Regions from separate parts of the Ovis aries genome. Here region 1 is linked to region 2. A link is a contact called in public Hi-C data. All regions are on one chromosome and are shown on one strand. Each heading gives the region's core, a stretch centred on a gene start, on an enhancer-like site or on the middle of the called end of the contact. The rest is flanking DNA. Distances are from core to core; before and after follow the strand shown. Region 1 has its middle 88 kb from the start of TRNAC-ACA. Region 2 holds the start of COL6A3 (collagen type VI alpha 3 chain).

Region 1 (6,849 bases), core at 1,277-3,776, 180 kb before region 2:
ATTCTCACCCCATAAGCTGGGAAACTCTGGAGCAAGAAGAGTGAGAAGGCTGTGTGGCCAGGTACTTGGGGAACATGAACAAAGATCCAAAGTCTCACCCACATGAAGAATATAGTCAGGACCCAGGGTGGCCAGAGTCTGGACCCTGGGAGACAAACAAGATGCTGGGCAGCCTGGGATAGTCCAGATCCTACAGACTACACCATGATCCAGGGTCCAGATCCCACAGAAGTGAACAGATTGAGTGAAAATTGAGATGTGGGTATTCCACAGTGATGCCTTGCCTGAGCATTTTGATAGCCCAGAGCCGCTGCCTTCCTCAGGGAGGTGAGGAAGCCTCCTTGCCTGCCAGAGTGCTGTCATCAGACAGAGTGTTCTAGAAAGCCATGGGACAGCTCACTCAGCTTTCCTTCCACAGCCTTCTTTTGAGTTGATACCCTCCATTCTAGCCAGATTTACTCTCCGCGCCCCCCCCCCCCACCATGGCTATCAAATTTGGCTGCCACTGAGTGACTGAACTGAACTGAACTGAAGGCTTTTGTTTCATCTGAAAATAGATGAGCTGATTGGGTGGCATCACCAACTCAATGGACATGAGTTCAAACGAACTCCAGGAGATGATGAAGGACAGGAAGCCTGGCGTGCTGCAGTCTATGGGGTCGCAAAGAGTTGGACAAGACTTAGCAACTGAGCAACAACAGCGAGAATAGCAGTGGTTCAGAAAACGCCTTCCTTCTCTCACTCCGGGTTAACAATCCGAATTAAAGAGTGGGCTGAGAAGGCCTAGATGTCACATGTAGCCATGATGGACAATGTGAAGTTCTGAAATGATTCCAAAGAAATCAATCTGAGTCTGCTTGTGAACATTCCAGGAAACCAAGCCAAGGAGTTTAGATTTGGTCTCTTTTATTCCTGCTGGAAGATGGGAAATCAATAAATATTTGTGGAAAGGATAGATGTGATGATTAAGAACAAAACAGTTTTATAATAGAGTGATTATGACAAGTTGGGGCCAGGGTAGGTGCCTTAAGCAGACACACTGGTTCTGAAATAATTATTAAACACCAAGAAAGATGAGGAGGGTCTGGACTGAAACAGGGGCAAGTGGGGTAAGTTGCAGAGACCTTTAAGAAGGAGAACTCATCACCAGTTGGGGGAGAGGAAGAGGAGTCCTCAAGGACCTCCAACGTCATGAGACTGAAAAAACATGAATGGAGCAGCATCAGGAGCTCCTAGGGAGATGTGACTTTGGAAGAGGACACTTTCAGTCTGGACATGTGCCTGGATGGATGTTTCAGTGCATTTCCAGAGCTCAGGAGAGAGACTGGGAGGGGTGAGAGCTCATGCCCCGAGGTGGGCACATGGGACCAAAGTGAGCAAGGGTTCACAAGTTGTCTCTCACAGTGTCCACCCGCATCACAAGCTCGGCTGCCTCACTGCGCATGTCCTATCTGACCACATCGCCTGGCTGGCCTTTTTGACCTGTCAGCCCACCTGTGGGAAAGACAGCACCCAGCCTGGCTTGCTCTCCAACGCACTAGCCCTGAAATCAGAGCCGGACCCAAGGACTTAAGCACAGAAATTCTATATGAGCTGTGCTCTCAGAGAATATAAGTGAGCAGGAAGCGTGATGTGGAGGAAGAAAATGGAAGTCCAGGTAAAGTGCATTATGAGGGTCTCTTTTGTGGCAGCTGGTGCTCAATCCTACCAGGACCTCAGCATGCAGAATGCCTGTTAGAATTGTCCAAACACTGCCCCTGCCTCCGGGATCAAAATGGACAACACTTACTTATGTTTCCTGCTGCCTCGGGTGCCCTCCGGGGCACGACTACGCTCCCCCTTCTAGGCTGCTCTTACACGTGCGCCACGTGGGGACCAGCCACATCCACAACTCTGTGGGAGCCCAAGGCAGAGCATGAAGGATGTGGGCTCATGCTTGAGGTCAGAGCTGTCTGTGAAACATGATGGGAGCCCTCTCAGGACTTCCGATCAGTCACAGCTGGGATCTAGGTGAGGCCAAGAAGGTGTGGAAGGAGCCCAGAGCTGTCTGTTCATAACCCCCTTGCACTCTTCGCTTCCTCTCCTGCCCTTCACATTCAGTCCAACCAGAAATGAGTCTTCAAGATTTAGCATCCACAGTTAGTGGAACAAAGTACAGCCCCACTGCTTCCATTGACCCAGAGCCCCAACACCATTTATCACCTCCTACCTTTCCCATCCTTCACCTCCTACCTTCCCCGTCCATCACCTCCTACCTTTATCACCCTATCCAGAAGTCACTTGCTTTTGGCTACCACTTGCTTTGACCAGTCTCAGTTGACTGCCTGCTCAAACGACCCAGATCTCCCCCAGAAGGGTGTGAGGTGAGGCTCCCTTGCCTCCTGCAGGTCAGGATTGCTGCCATTATCTGTTACTTACATTGCTGGCCTGAAAGCACTGGAAGTTGTTTCAGCCCACACTGAGGCTCCAGAGATCCTTATCAGCAGCCCTGGCCCCTGATGACAGCGAGAGTCAATAATCCCTCCTGACCGCCCTGCTGGCTAGTGTTAGATGAACAAGCTGTACTCAGAGCTTCTGAACCAGTGAACTCGGAGTCCCTGGAGGAAGTTCCTTGCCTGGAAATCAAATGATCTTTCTGCTGTCAGCAGGAATGGATGGAACAATAAATGCCTGGAAGTGGCTCCAGCAGGGGGTGCCTGGTGGCCTTGCACGTCTCCACATGGGCTGTGTGGGCAAAGTGCTATCACAGTTAATGTGGACCTTAGCAGAACTCCTGTGATCCAACCAGAATATGAGAGCACAGGAGCTTTGTGAGGAGCTATTACCAGGCTCTTCCCCGCTCATGGGGCAGTTTCTCATCGCCTCCTGTGTTCTGAGGAGGTATGAGGCTCCCTTCTCCCTGTCCACACTCTGTCCCCAACCACCTCCTTTAGGGTCCAGCTACAGTCAGTGTAACTGCCTGGATGCAGCACGAAACAGGTCTCTCGGCAACAGGGCCCCATGACTCATATGTTGTCACCTGCTCCCCACTGTTTTGGTATCATCCTGTGGGACAAGGGGCAAGGGGAGGTGGTATGCTTTGCTTTTTGTCTTTGTAAGGTATAAACTATCTGGATCTAAAGAAGTTGCATTGTTTCTTTACGAGCTAAATCTGTTCATTTTACCTTGACAATAATGCTCATGGAATGACGAGGCTCTCTTTCCATTTAAGCGGCCACCCTGATACCTATTATAACTGGGCATAAGCCATGGATTACCAACTCCTTGGTAGCTCAGCTGGTAAAGAATCCACCGGCAATGCAGGAGACCCCGGTTCGATTCCTGGGTCGGGAAGCTCCCTGGAGAAGGAATAGGCTACCCACTCCAGTATTCTTGGGCTTCCCTGGTGGCTCAGATGGTAAAGAATCCACCTGCAATGCGGGAGACCTGGGTTCGATCCCTGAGTTGGGAAGATCCCCTGGAAGAGGGCATGGCAACCCACTCCAGGATTCTTGCCTGGAGAATCTCCAGGGACAGAGGAGCCTGGTGGGCTGCAGTCCATGGAGTCGACTGAGTGACTAAGCACAGCACAGCACCAACTCTATAAAGGGCCAGAAGATATATTTCCAAATCTTCTAAGAAACCCCTCATCCTCCAGATACTTGCAACTTTCAAAGATGAGGTTTGTAGTTGCTTCTTACTATGCTAGACACCTTTCAAATAGAAAATGATGTACTCAGGGCTTTAACTCAGCTCAAGCAGACACAGAGAAGGAGAAATATTCTCCCATAGACTTAAAAGAAATACTTGTTTATATATGCCACCGTGACAAGTGTATATACACAGGGAAGTGGCTCTACCAAAGTGCCTGGTGACCTGGAACATCTCCGTGTGGGCTGTGTAGGCAAAGCTATGGAAATTCAGTCACAAAATTTGACTATGTGAGTTACAGAATTCAAACTAAGTTCATAACGCAACTCTTAAAAATTCGATTTGTAAAGGCTATACTCCATTACAATTATTACAAAATAGTAGGCATATTCCCCGTGTTGTATAATACATCCTGGAGCTCATCTTACACCCAATAGCTTGCCCCTCCCACTATCCCACCCTTATATTGCCCTTCCCAATGCAACTTTGACAGGATGCTTCTGTTAAGAAAAACACACTTATTTGGAATAAGGGAGGAGGGGTCTTGAGACATGAGATCGGACTATTGGGTAAATAGGATAATCTGGAAACCTTGAACCTCCAAATCCTCTTGCATTGACCTTCCAGAAAAATTAGACCTTTCTCCAGGACCAAGGAGGTGCCTTTGCCTTGTTTAAAGAATAATACTTGGAGCAGTCGTCTGAATGACTATGCCTCTCAGGACCATCCTCAACACCACATTGCCTCAAGTCCTACAGCTCAGATCCATCATGACCCAAGGGATAATCCCAAAGTCTTCAGGAAATGGAAGAGATGATGCACCAAATGATGATGTATCAAAAATGATCTGTATAGGCAGCAACCTGAGAAATATAGGTTTTAAGGGTATCAGACCAAGCAGGACGAAATATAACTGCATCATATTGAGTGTGCCAAGATAGGAATGCTTGTACAAAGATTCAGGATTTAATGTTCTAGCTTTCACAGCTGGAATGGCTTTACCAGCTGGCATTTTTCATTGACTGGAACTTGGATTGAGTGGTGACCTACATTCAGTGAGGTCAGGGTGTCAGAACTTGCGCAACACTGCGTGGAGTAAGGAATCCAAAGGCCGAGGGAGACGAGGATCAGAAGCAGGTTTTATTACAGTTGGCCCACTCACCTTCATCTTGACTGTCTTCAGGTGGTCCCCAAAGCCGGCACATAAGGAACTGAGAACCAGCTCCCCTGAAGACCCCTGTCATAGCATCCTCAGTAAGCAAGAAGGAGAGGGCAGGTCTGCCATTGAAATAGACTCCCTGACCTCACGTCCACAGGAATGATGGAATTCAAGCCTGACTGAGGCCAAATGGCAGCCTCCAACCACAAAGATCACCGGGGGCTGTGAGGTCAGTGCAATGATATATTTTATCCTGCAGGGAATACAGTGATGACTACTTTATCAAGTGTTTCCTATGGAAGAAATGCAGGAGACATCTACTTATGTCATTTTATATCTATAATTGGAAATATTCTGAGTCCAGTGAACAGAAATATGACTGAGTCTCCTAGTAGGGAGTCCTGGTGCCTCACTCGATTCCTGCTTTTTCAGTTCTATTGAGAAATAATTGACATACATCGCCTTGAAAGTCAGGTGTACAGCATGATGGTTTGATTTACATGTCTTGTGCAATGCTTACCCCGACAGCTTCAGATAACATTCAGCATTTTATACAGATATAATATAAAGGAAAGAAACAAACTTCTTGTGATGAGAAGCCAGAATCTACTCTCTTACTTACTTTCTATTTTACTTTATTTATTTTTAATTGGAGGATAACTGCTTTACAATGTTGTGTGGGCTTCCGCCATGCATCAACATGAATCAGGCACCGGTATATACACGTTCCCTCCATCTTGAACCTCCCTCCCATCTCCCAACCCATCCCGCCCCTTTAGGTAGTCACAGAGCCCCGGTCTGAACTCCCTGCATCATACACAGCTATTTATTTCACACACGGTCGTGTATGTATTTCAATGTTACTTTCTCAGATCATCCCACCCTCTCCTTACCCCACTGTGTCCACAAGTCTGCTCTTTATGTTTGCATCTCCTTTCAGTTCAGTTCAGTTCAGTTCAGTCGCTCAGTCATGTCCGACTCTTTGAGACCCCATGAATCGCAGCACGCCAGGCCTCCCTGTCCATCACCATCTCCCGGAGTTCACTCAGACTCACATCCATTGAGTCCGTGATGCCATCCAGCCATCTCATCCTCTGTCGTCCCCTTCTCCTCCTGCCCCCAATCCCTCCCAGCATCAGAGTCTTTTCCAATGAGTCAACTCTTCTCATGAGGTGGCCAGAGTACTGGAGTTTCAGCTTTAGCATCATTCCCTCCAAAGCATTCCCAGGGCTGATCTCCTTCAGAATGGACTGGATGGATCTCCTTGCAGTCCAATGGACTCTCAAGAGTCTTCTCCAACACCACAGTTCAATGCCCTGCAAATAGGTTCATCAGTGCCATCTTTCTAGATTCCATATATATACATTAATATACAATACTTGTTTTTCTCTGACTTACTTCCCTCTGTACAATAGGCTCTAGGTCAGTCTACCTCATTAGAACTGACTCAAATGTGTTCATTTTTATAGCTGAGTAATACCCTCCTGTATATTCATACCACAGCTTCTTTATCCATCCATTCATCTGTTGATGAACATCTAGGCTGTTTCCATGTCCTAGCTGTTGTAAAGAGTGCTGTGATGAACACTGGTCTTTTCCAGTTATGGTTTCCTCTGGGTATAAGCCCAGATACATGCCCAATAATGGGATTCTTGAGTCATACGGTAGTTTTATTCCTAGCTTTTTAAGAAACCTCCATACCATTCCCCATAGTGACTGTATAAATTTGTATCCTGACCAACAGGGCAAGAGTGTTCCCCTTTCTCCACACCCTCTCCAGCATTTATTGTTCATACATTTTTTTGATGAGGGCCATTCTGATCTGCCAGAAGCCAGTGTGAGGAATCCCGCCTGTGACAAGGTCATGAGGAAGGAAGCTGACATACACAAGGTCGTGATCAGACTTCAGGGGTCCCCCTGGAATTTCCTGAGCATGTACCCCAACAACAACAACAATAAAAATCTGCCGGCTTTTGTACTCTACTTTTCCACTTTTCTGATATTCTCTGGAAAAAAGTCAATTCAGGGCTTTAGTCTTCTGCATTTGAAAGGGATGTTTC
Region 2 (7,644 bases), core at 144-2,643:
ACACACAACCTGATTTTAAAGTCATTTCTGTTCAGTTTTATAAAGTCACAGAGATGGGGGATCCCTGAGTGAGAACTGTCTCTCCCTTTGGGGTCCGAGCACCCTTGTAGCTATGGGACCCAGTGGTTCTCGTGCAGAGTTAACTGTTCAGCAAGAGAAGCGGCTGGCAAGGGCCAGCTCCGCCGAGTCCCCACTGGGTGGAGGACACTCCCCTGCGTCCAGAGCAGTTTGTTCTTGGGGTCCAGACCAGCCTCTCAACTCGCTCCTCGCTCCTCGCTCCTCGGGCTGGCTGTGAAATGCCAATCTCGGTTTACAGCCCCCAGGGCTCCGCTGGGCCCTCTCAGGGAGCCCACCGCACACAGTAGCCCCTGACACAGGTCCCCAGAGCAGACTTGTGACTATCAGGGAACACTTTCCATCCTGGGCGAGAGGACCGGGGCCCCACCCTCCCAGCCGGGGAACAAGCCCCAGGGCCTCCAGGCTTGGCACGCGCCACACATCTGGGCAATGCAGGCCGGCTCGTGGCCCCAGGGGCCCTGCCTTATCCACCAGGCCTGCTGCCCAAACACCAAATTCCTTCTCCTTCTCTGACCCTGGCAGCTCCTTTAGGCAACCCCAGAGGGGACCAAGGCACCAGCAGTGACTTCAGATTCCTGAAAAGATGGAGCCCTGATGGTGAGAGCTGAGGAGCCTCCACCTGCCCCTTGCCCGGACAGCAAAGTCACCCCCGTCTCCCGGTGGGCAACAGAGGCGCTCAGCCAGCCCCCCCACACCGGCCACCTCGGAGAGAGTCTCTCCAAAGTGGCTCTGGGATCCCTGCACAGGCACTTCTGCAAACAAAGCCGATTCTCAGATTCCAGCTGAGCTTTCGAAGGAGGAGGCAACGTCAAATAAAATAAACCATGAGCCCAAAAAGCAGGGAAGGATGGACAGAATAGACCGCACTGCAGGACTCGGGAGCTCCAGCCCTCAGCCCCGCCAGGGGAGACCCAGGTGGCACACACGGGGAAAGAAAAAATCAGCTGGAGCTTCCAGAGACCACAGCTCCTACTGAAAAGGGACTCTCAGGGCAAAAACCTGAGAGCCATCGAGACGCGGTCAGCGGGGTTTGAAGCCCTTCCCTCTGGCCACAAACCCGAAACCGGGGGAACAGGGGCGAAGGGGCACTTACCCTGAGCAAACCTGGAGAAGCCTGCGTCCCTGGGCTTCGATATTCAATTATGTGCGATTCTGACGCATGGTTTTCCCCCACGGGCTGCGTCTCCTTTCCCTTCTGCAGGAGAGGGGGGACCCCGGGCGGGGAGAGGGGACCCTGGGCGGGCGGAAAGCTGCTCTCGTGGTCTTCGCAGGAGGCTGGCGCGCGGGAGAACTGAGCGGCCTTTGGTGGAGGACTGAGCTGCAAACTGGACGGGGTCCAGGGATACAGTCAAGGCTCCCTCCAGCTCCTCCTCCTCCCTCCTCCGCCCCCTCCTCTCCCCCTCCCCAGCGGGCCTGCCCCAACACTGTAAATGAAAACCAGACTCCTGCTCTGTCGCTTCTGGCCTGGACCACGAGCTGATGTCACCTCAGAAGGCTGTCTTCACCCCACCAGCCCAGAGCTGGACGCCTGCAAACCCCAACTCTTGAAAAAAAAAAAAACCCACCCCTTCTACTCATCACCTTTGGGGCTGGGCCCCCGGCGGCCACAAGGAGAATGAATTCTGGAATTTTTTTCATGGGTCTCCATGGTTTTCCAGCAGTGTTTCCCAACACCATCTGAAAGGAAAACAGGAAATGCAGTCTCCCCCGTCCACCCTTACCACACCCTCCCACTTCTTGAAGTTTCTGAATTGAGACTTCTCCTAATAACCTCCCCTTTCAGATATTAAAAAACCAGCCATTAAAATCGCCTTGGCGTTCGGCTAACCAAAGCTCTGTTTGCCGGTGAAAAGGCAAGAAAAAAAGGCTACATCCTTTTTTTTTTCCTTTGGTCATTCTGTGTATAATGATTCCGATTGTGAAGCGAAAGGTCCCAACTCCAGGACACACACAAGGGGAACAAGAAGGGTTATCATGCTCAGATTTACAGGAAGACCCTTGAGAAAGAACTTGTGTTTCTGCAAAGCTGGTACAGTTCACAGTGCTTTGATATGTGTTATCTCTCTCCGCCTTTGAAATAGATACAGGTCATGTTTTCTTAAGTGAGATTATGGTCCCATTTGACAGATGGGAAGAACCTGGCTTTGTAGCAGAGCTCAGATCAGAATTCTGGCTGTGGACGCCTTAAACTTCTCACTGCCCACCCATCACGTGACCCTGCTGAAAAGTCATGTGAAATATCAAGAGACATCTGCAGAAACAAATTTACTGTTACCAGGGAGTGGAGGTGGAGGCGATAAGTTGGGACTGTCATACACACGTGATTATATACAAAACAGAGAATAAGGACCTACTGCATAGCAGAGGGATCTCTTCCCAATACTCTGTAATGATCTACATGGGAAAAGAATCTAAAAAAAAGAGTGAAGGGAGCCCTCTTGCACAGTTGGTGGGAATGCAAATTGATACATCGACTCTGGAGAACAGTATGGAGATTCCTTTAAAAAACTAAGAATAAGACTACCATGCGACCCAGCAATCCCACTACAGGGCATAACGCTTGAGAAAAGCATAATTGAAAAGGACACCTCTGCCCTCTAGTCGCAGCACTATTTATAGCTGGAACATGGAAGCCACCTAGATGCCCATCAACCGAGGAGAAAGATGTGGAGCACACACAGCGGAGTGTTACCTGACTGTATGAAGGAGCGCACGTGAGTCGGTTCTAATGCGGTGGATGAACCTACAGCCTTTCACACACAGTGAAGTAAATCAGGAAGAGAAAAGCAAATAATGTATATTAATTCATATGTGTGGAGTCTAGAAAGACGGCGCTAAGGATGGTACTCGCAGGGCAGCGAAGGAGACGCAGACATGAAGAACAGACTTTTGGACCCTGTGGGGGAGGGAGAGGGTGGGATATTTGAGAGAGTAGCTTGGAAACAGACATGTTACCATATGTAAAATAGACAGCCAACGGGAATTCGCTGTCTGACTCAGGGAGCTCAAACCTAGAGGGGCGGGATGGGGAGGCAGCTTCAAGAGCGAGGGGACATATGTATACCTAAGGCTGATTCATGTTGGTGCATGGCAGAAACCAACACAATATTGTAAAGCAATTATCCTCCAATTAAAAAAATTTTTAAAGAACTCTTTTCCTTAAAAAAAAAAAAAAGAGGAGTGGCTATATGTATATGTATATATATATCAGATCCACTTTGCTCTACACTTGAAACTAACACAGCTTTTTAAATCATACCTCAATAAAAAATCTTGTAAAAAGAGAAAGCGAGACATCTGAAGGATACTTTTCACTTGGAGATCCTTCCAGAGCAAGTTTGGGGAGTCAAGGTATCATTAACTCCTTTCCAGACGATTTCCTGCATTTAGGGAGGAAGGGAAGATGGTGCAGGAGAGACGGTCCCCACTGTCCCCCTGCAGCTCAGGGGCCCCCCTTACTCACCCGCCAGAAGGCTCACCCCTTCTCTACACCCCGGGGGCTCGGCTGGAAGAATGTCAGGATGGGGATGAAGAGCTGGACTGAGGTGCCTCCCTGCCCGTCTCCTGCAGGGGAAGAAGAAATGAACAGGGGCTCTGAGCAGGAGCAGCACGGCCCACGTCACGTGTGGGCAGTCAGGGTTCCCACACAGGAAAGCACATGTCCCAGCAGCGTCCCCACTCCGAGGGGCTGGCATGGACTCGTATACCCATGCCAGGACACGCGCTGCCACTTCACTGGCTGGGTCTGCTGGAGCCACCTCTTCGAGGCACATCACAGGCTGCAGATGAGGGAACATTCGCTCACCACTTTCTGTCCCAAGCAGCACCACCCAGAGAGGTTCACAGAACAGGTGTGGCCTCTGTATCTCTATTCAGCGGTTCCTTTTTTCAAATACCAATACAGCTATTTCTTTTCAAAATCACAGAGAATATACATTCCTTGGTATTAAGAATGACTATCAACATTATTTAAACAGCAATGGCAATGCATCATTTAGAACAAGCATTAAAGAAACTGAAGTGAAGTCGCTCAGTCATGCCCGACTCTTTGTGACCCCATGGATAGTAGCCTGCACCAAGCTCCTCCGTCTATGGGATTTTCAAGGCAAGAGTACTGGAGCGGGTTGCCATTTCCTACTCCAGGGTAAAGAAACTAAAACCCTTGCTTAATCAGAACCAGGTCTCCGTAATATTTAACTGTAACTAATCACTGACAATCTAGACTCTTGCCAACAGAGCCCGTGGTCACAGAAACTTCTGGAAGCTGGCAGCCTTTGGTGGAAACCCTCCCACATCCTCCCAGGCACTCAATAGAGAGCACTGTGGCTCCCATGGGTTTTTCACTGAATCACTGGGATCCGGGATTCTTGGTGAAATGACCAGTTCCTCCTGCCACCTGGTTCCAAGACAAAACCATCCCAGAAGTCAGCTCTGACTGCAACATCGACGGTCCTGGGTCTGGGCCTGGCAGCCCCTCAAGGGAACTCAGAAGTCACCGAATCTCACAGTCTGGTTTCCCCGTAACTGCTGTGTTGAACCCACACTGGTACCTCCTCCCTTCTCCTTCTGCACAAGTTAGAAACTTGTGACCCCTCTTTCCCAGGCTCCACTGTAGCTAGAGCTCCAGGTGAGGATGCACTGGAGTGATACTGGGGACAGGGTGTGGGGGTGGGTTGGGAGGTGGTGGTGATTTCTCTGCTCCTTAGGCTGGTCTTTTCCCTGGCGGCCAGTACAGAATGGGGCTCTAGCCCCTCCCAGACCCCTTCCCAGGCCAGGACAGCTGCCCTAGCCGCAGCTCCCTCCTTGGAGGATTACCCCAGCTGCTGGAAGCTGCCTCTTCGGGAGGCGTTGGGGTGGGTGTGGTGGGTCTAAGGGAGACCCCAGCTTCCTGGGTGCCGAGGGGGAGTTACAGGGAGGCGGTAAAGGCAGCAGGCTCCCTGACGGCTCAGTGGTAAAGACTCTGCCTGCAGTGCAGGAGACCCAGGTTCGATCCCTGGGGCAGAGCGGTCCCCTGGAGAAGGGGACGGCAACCCACTCCAGTATTCTTGCCAGGAAAATCCCATGGACAGAGGGGCCTGGAGGGCTGTATTTAGTCCCTGTGGTCACAGAGTCAGACACAAGTGAGGGACACAGGCCCCCATACTGTGAAGGCAGTAGCAACAGCCAGACCCCAAAGCCCAGCATGGAGTGGAGTAGGCTGCGGACTGCCCCGCCCCGTCTTCCTTCCCGTAACCCTGGATCGAAGCCATGATCCTAAACCCGGGCTCCGAAGTGCAGCACCCCGCTTCCCCACCTCCCAGAATGAAGCAGAAGGCGATGCCGGGCGGCCCTGGGAATTACTCCCGGAGGCCCCGCCCCGGCTCATGCTGCTGACCCCTCCTGGTCATTCCCCGTGATGGATCCCTTTCTGCTCACAGTAAGGAGAGAGGTTTCTGTTTCCTGACTGAAACCCCGACTGGTACAGATTATTACATCAGCTCTGAAGCTTCCTGCAGTTCCAGCAGCCTGTGCTTATGTATTTTATATGACTGAACAAAAAGGGAATAGCGCTGTGCCCAAACGGGACTGTAGATGTAACACGTGTGCCGTCAGCCTCTGGCTCCGTGACGCACAGAGTTTCCTGTACCCAGTGGCCTCTCAGCCTGTGAGTCTCTTCCCTTGAATGCGGGCTCTGTTGTTTGTCTTGCACTTCTCTCTTGGCGCTTCTTTCTGATAAAGCCTCTCTGCCCCTTGCAGACTTCACTGCACTAGCGAACACACAGAGTCGGCCCACAGGGACACAAGCTCTTCCAATGAATTGCTCTGTCTCAGCCATACATGTGGAAGTCTACACTTAAATGGATTTCAATTTCATTTTTAGAAGAAATGTGAAATGCCTTCTCCTCCAATGCCGTCTCTTCCTTTTCATTTAAGTCCATGCTGAGGGGGAGGAGAATGTACCTAACACCACTCGCGTGACCCTGAAATTGTAACTGGCATCACAGTTGACATGGAGCCCCAGGGAGCTCATGAGAATCTTAAGAAATAACCCTGACAGACGCCTTGGGAGCAAGGGGTCGGATGATTCACAACCAGCTCACAGGAATGAGCTTCTGTAAGTGCATGTGAGTTAAGCCCTTTTCCATTTGGTGTCCTCAGTAATCCCCTTGGATCAGTTCTCTACTACCACGCCCATCCCCTGTTGGTTGCCATAGCAACCAGCATCCCATAACAGGCACCGATAGCACTAACAGAGTGTAAGGGAGCCAGAAGCCCCTGCCACGGTGGCCAGAGCCTCCAGTTCAGAGCTGTGTGCTCCAGGGCTTCACCCTCTGAGCTCAGGGCCTCTTGACAAGTCAAGGGGCACCTCGCTGGCCTCCACACTGGAGCCAGCACCCCGACGCTTCAGCCCCAGGACACTGCTCAAGACCAAAGACCTCGTCTCAACAGGAATCCATAGACTTGGGAAATGACCGGCAGACATGGAAAAGACAGCACTGTGGGAAAGGAAGAATCTCAATTCTGCATAGTTACGTCCTGAATGTAATAACCCTAAAATAAAAGGAAAAGCACATTGTCACCAGTTGGGGCATTCACCAAAGAGACAAATAGTCCCATGTTCCTTGGGTGAGAGTGGGGAGGGGTAGGGTCTCAGATCAGGGCACATAGTCAGGGAGGCTGTCCCATCACAGCAGCCTGGAGGGGCCCTTCGTTTGTCTGGATGTGTGCAGACAAACCTGGGCATTAAATCCTGCGCTTGCTGATGCGTAGGAAGCACTGAGCAGGGAAGAAAAGTTACCTGGCATTTCTGCCTTTAAGATAAAAATCAAGTTCCTAGAAGAGACAGAGTCCGGGGTAGGGAGGGGAGGAGAGACTCTAGAGGGCTCTCTGCTCGCCTGCAGAGCTCCCGCATTCAGAGCCCACAGCAAGCATCTGCCTGTGCGATTGTCTTCATAGATTTGCTTGTTGTGAGGTTGGAGTTTCATCCCAGGGGAGATGCGAGATTCCAAAGTCCGCTTAAAGAAAGAACCCAGGAGGTAACTCAACTATTTCAAGAGAAGAAGGATTTTGAGTCCAACCAAGGGGGAGGACTTGAGGTTTCCTCTGACCCCGCGGCTGGAGGGTGCATGGGAGTCCTCGTTCCATCCCTGTGCAGGTTTTCGGCCTCCGTGAGCAGCCTAGTGGAAAGTGAGCTGCCCGGCTAGAAACGAGGCCCTAGTCCTTCCCTGCCATTAACGAGCCACAGGTCTGGGGCGGTAAGGCTCCACTTTCTCCTCTGCGGACCAAGTGCAGCCGTGCCGGGGGTGTCCAGCACGGCGCAGCATCAATGCCGGGCACTTGGGGATGGAGCAACCACACTTGCTTCAGCCTGGTTTCCAGCCTTTACTTCCTCCTCCCCTGCCCCAGGCTGCAAACACAGACTCTCCACCCCCAGTCAGCCCCACCCAATCCCAGGCTCTGGAGTAAGGTTAGAAACACCCAGTGGGCTCGCTGCCCCTTCTCCCAGCTCCTCGTGTGTGCCCTTGACGTGCGCATATTGGCACAGTCCTCACGACTCAGTCTGCTGTTCAAAGAACGTAGTTGTAG

Evidence for each region. Hi-C and Micro-C count contacts between places; a contact is called where the count stands out from the background.
Region 1: a contact with region 2 is called in a Hi-C map of tail adipose tissue, with 2.2 times the contacts expected there. The contact joins the enhancer-like site here to the promoter of COL6A3 in region 2. A contact is called at or near these places in 4 of 16 Hi-C or Micro-C datasets (hypothalamus, muscle, omental adipose tissue and 1 more).

The regions. Positions count from the first base shown.
Region 1 is chr1:3,953,923-3,960,771 of ARS-UI_Ramb_v3.0, reverse strand. No RefSeq gene overlaps it. Among named protein-coding and RNA genes, the nearest start is that of TRNAC-ACA, 88 kb to the left of the region's middle. Within about 2 kb of position 2,526, at least 6 of the 54 cell types and tissues checked have an H3K27ac peak or open chromatin away from gene starts, as enhancers often do. A contact at or near this core is called in tail adipose tissue, where this site is marked.
Region 2 is chr1:3,771,671-3,779,314 of ARS-UI_Ramb_v3.0, reverse strand. COL6A3 (collagen type VI alpha 3 chain) reads right to left here and starts at 1,393. Exons shown (of 41, transcript XM_060414453.1): 1 at 1,172-1,393.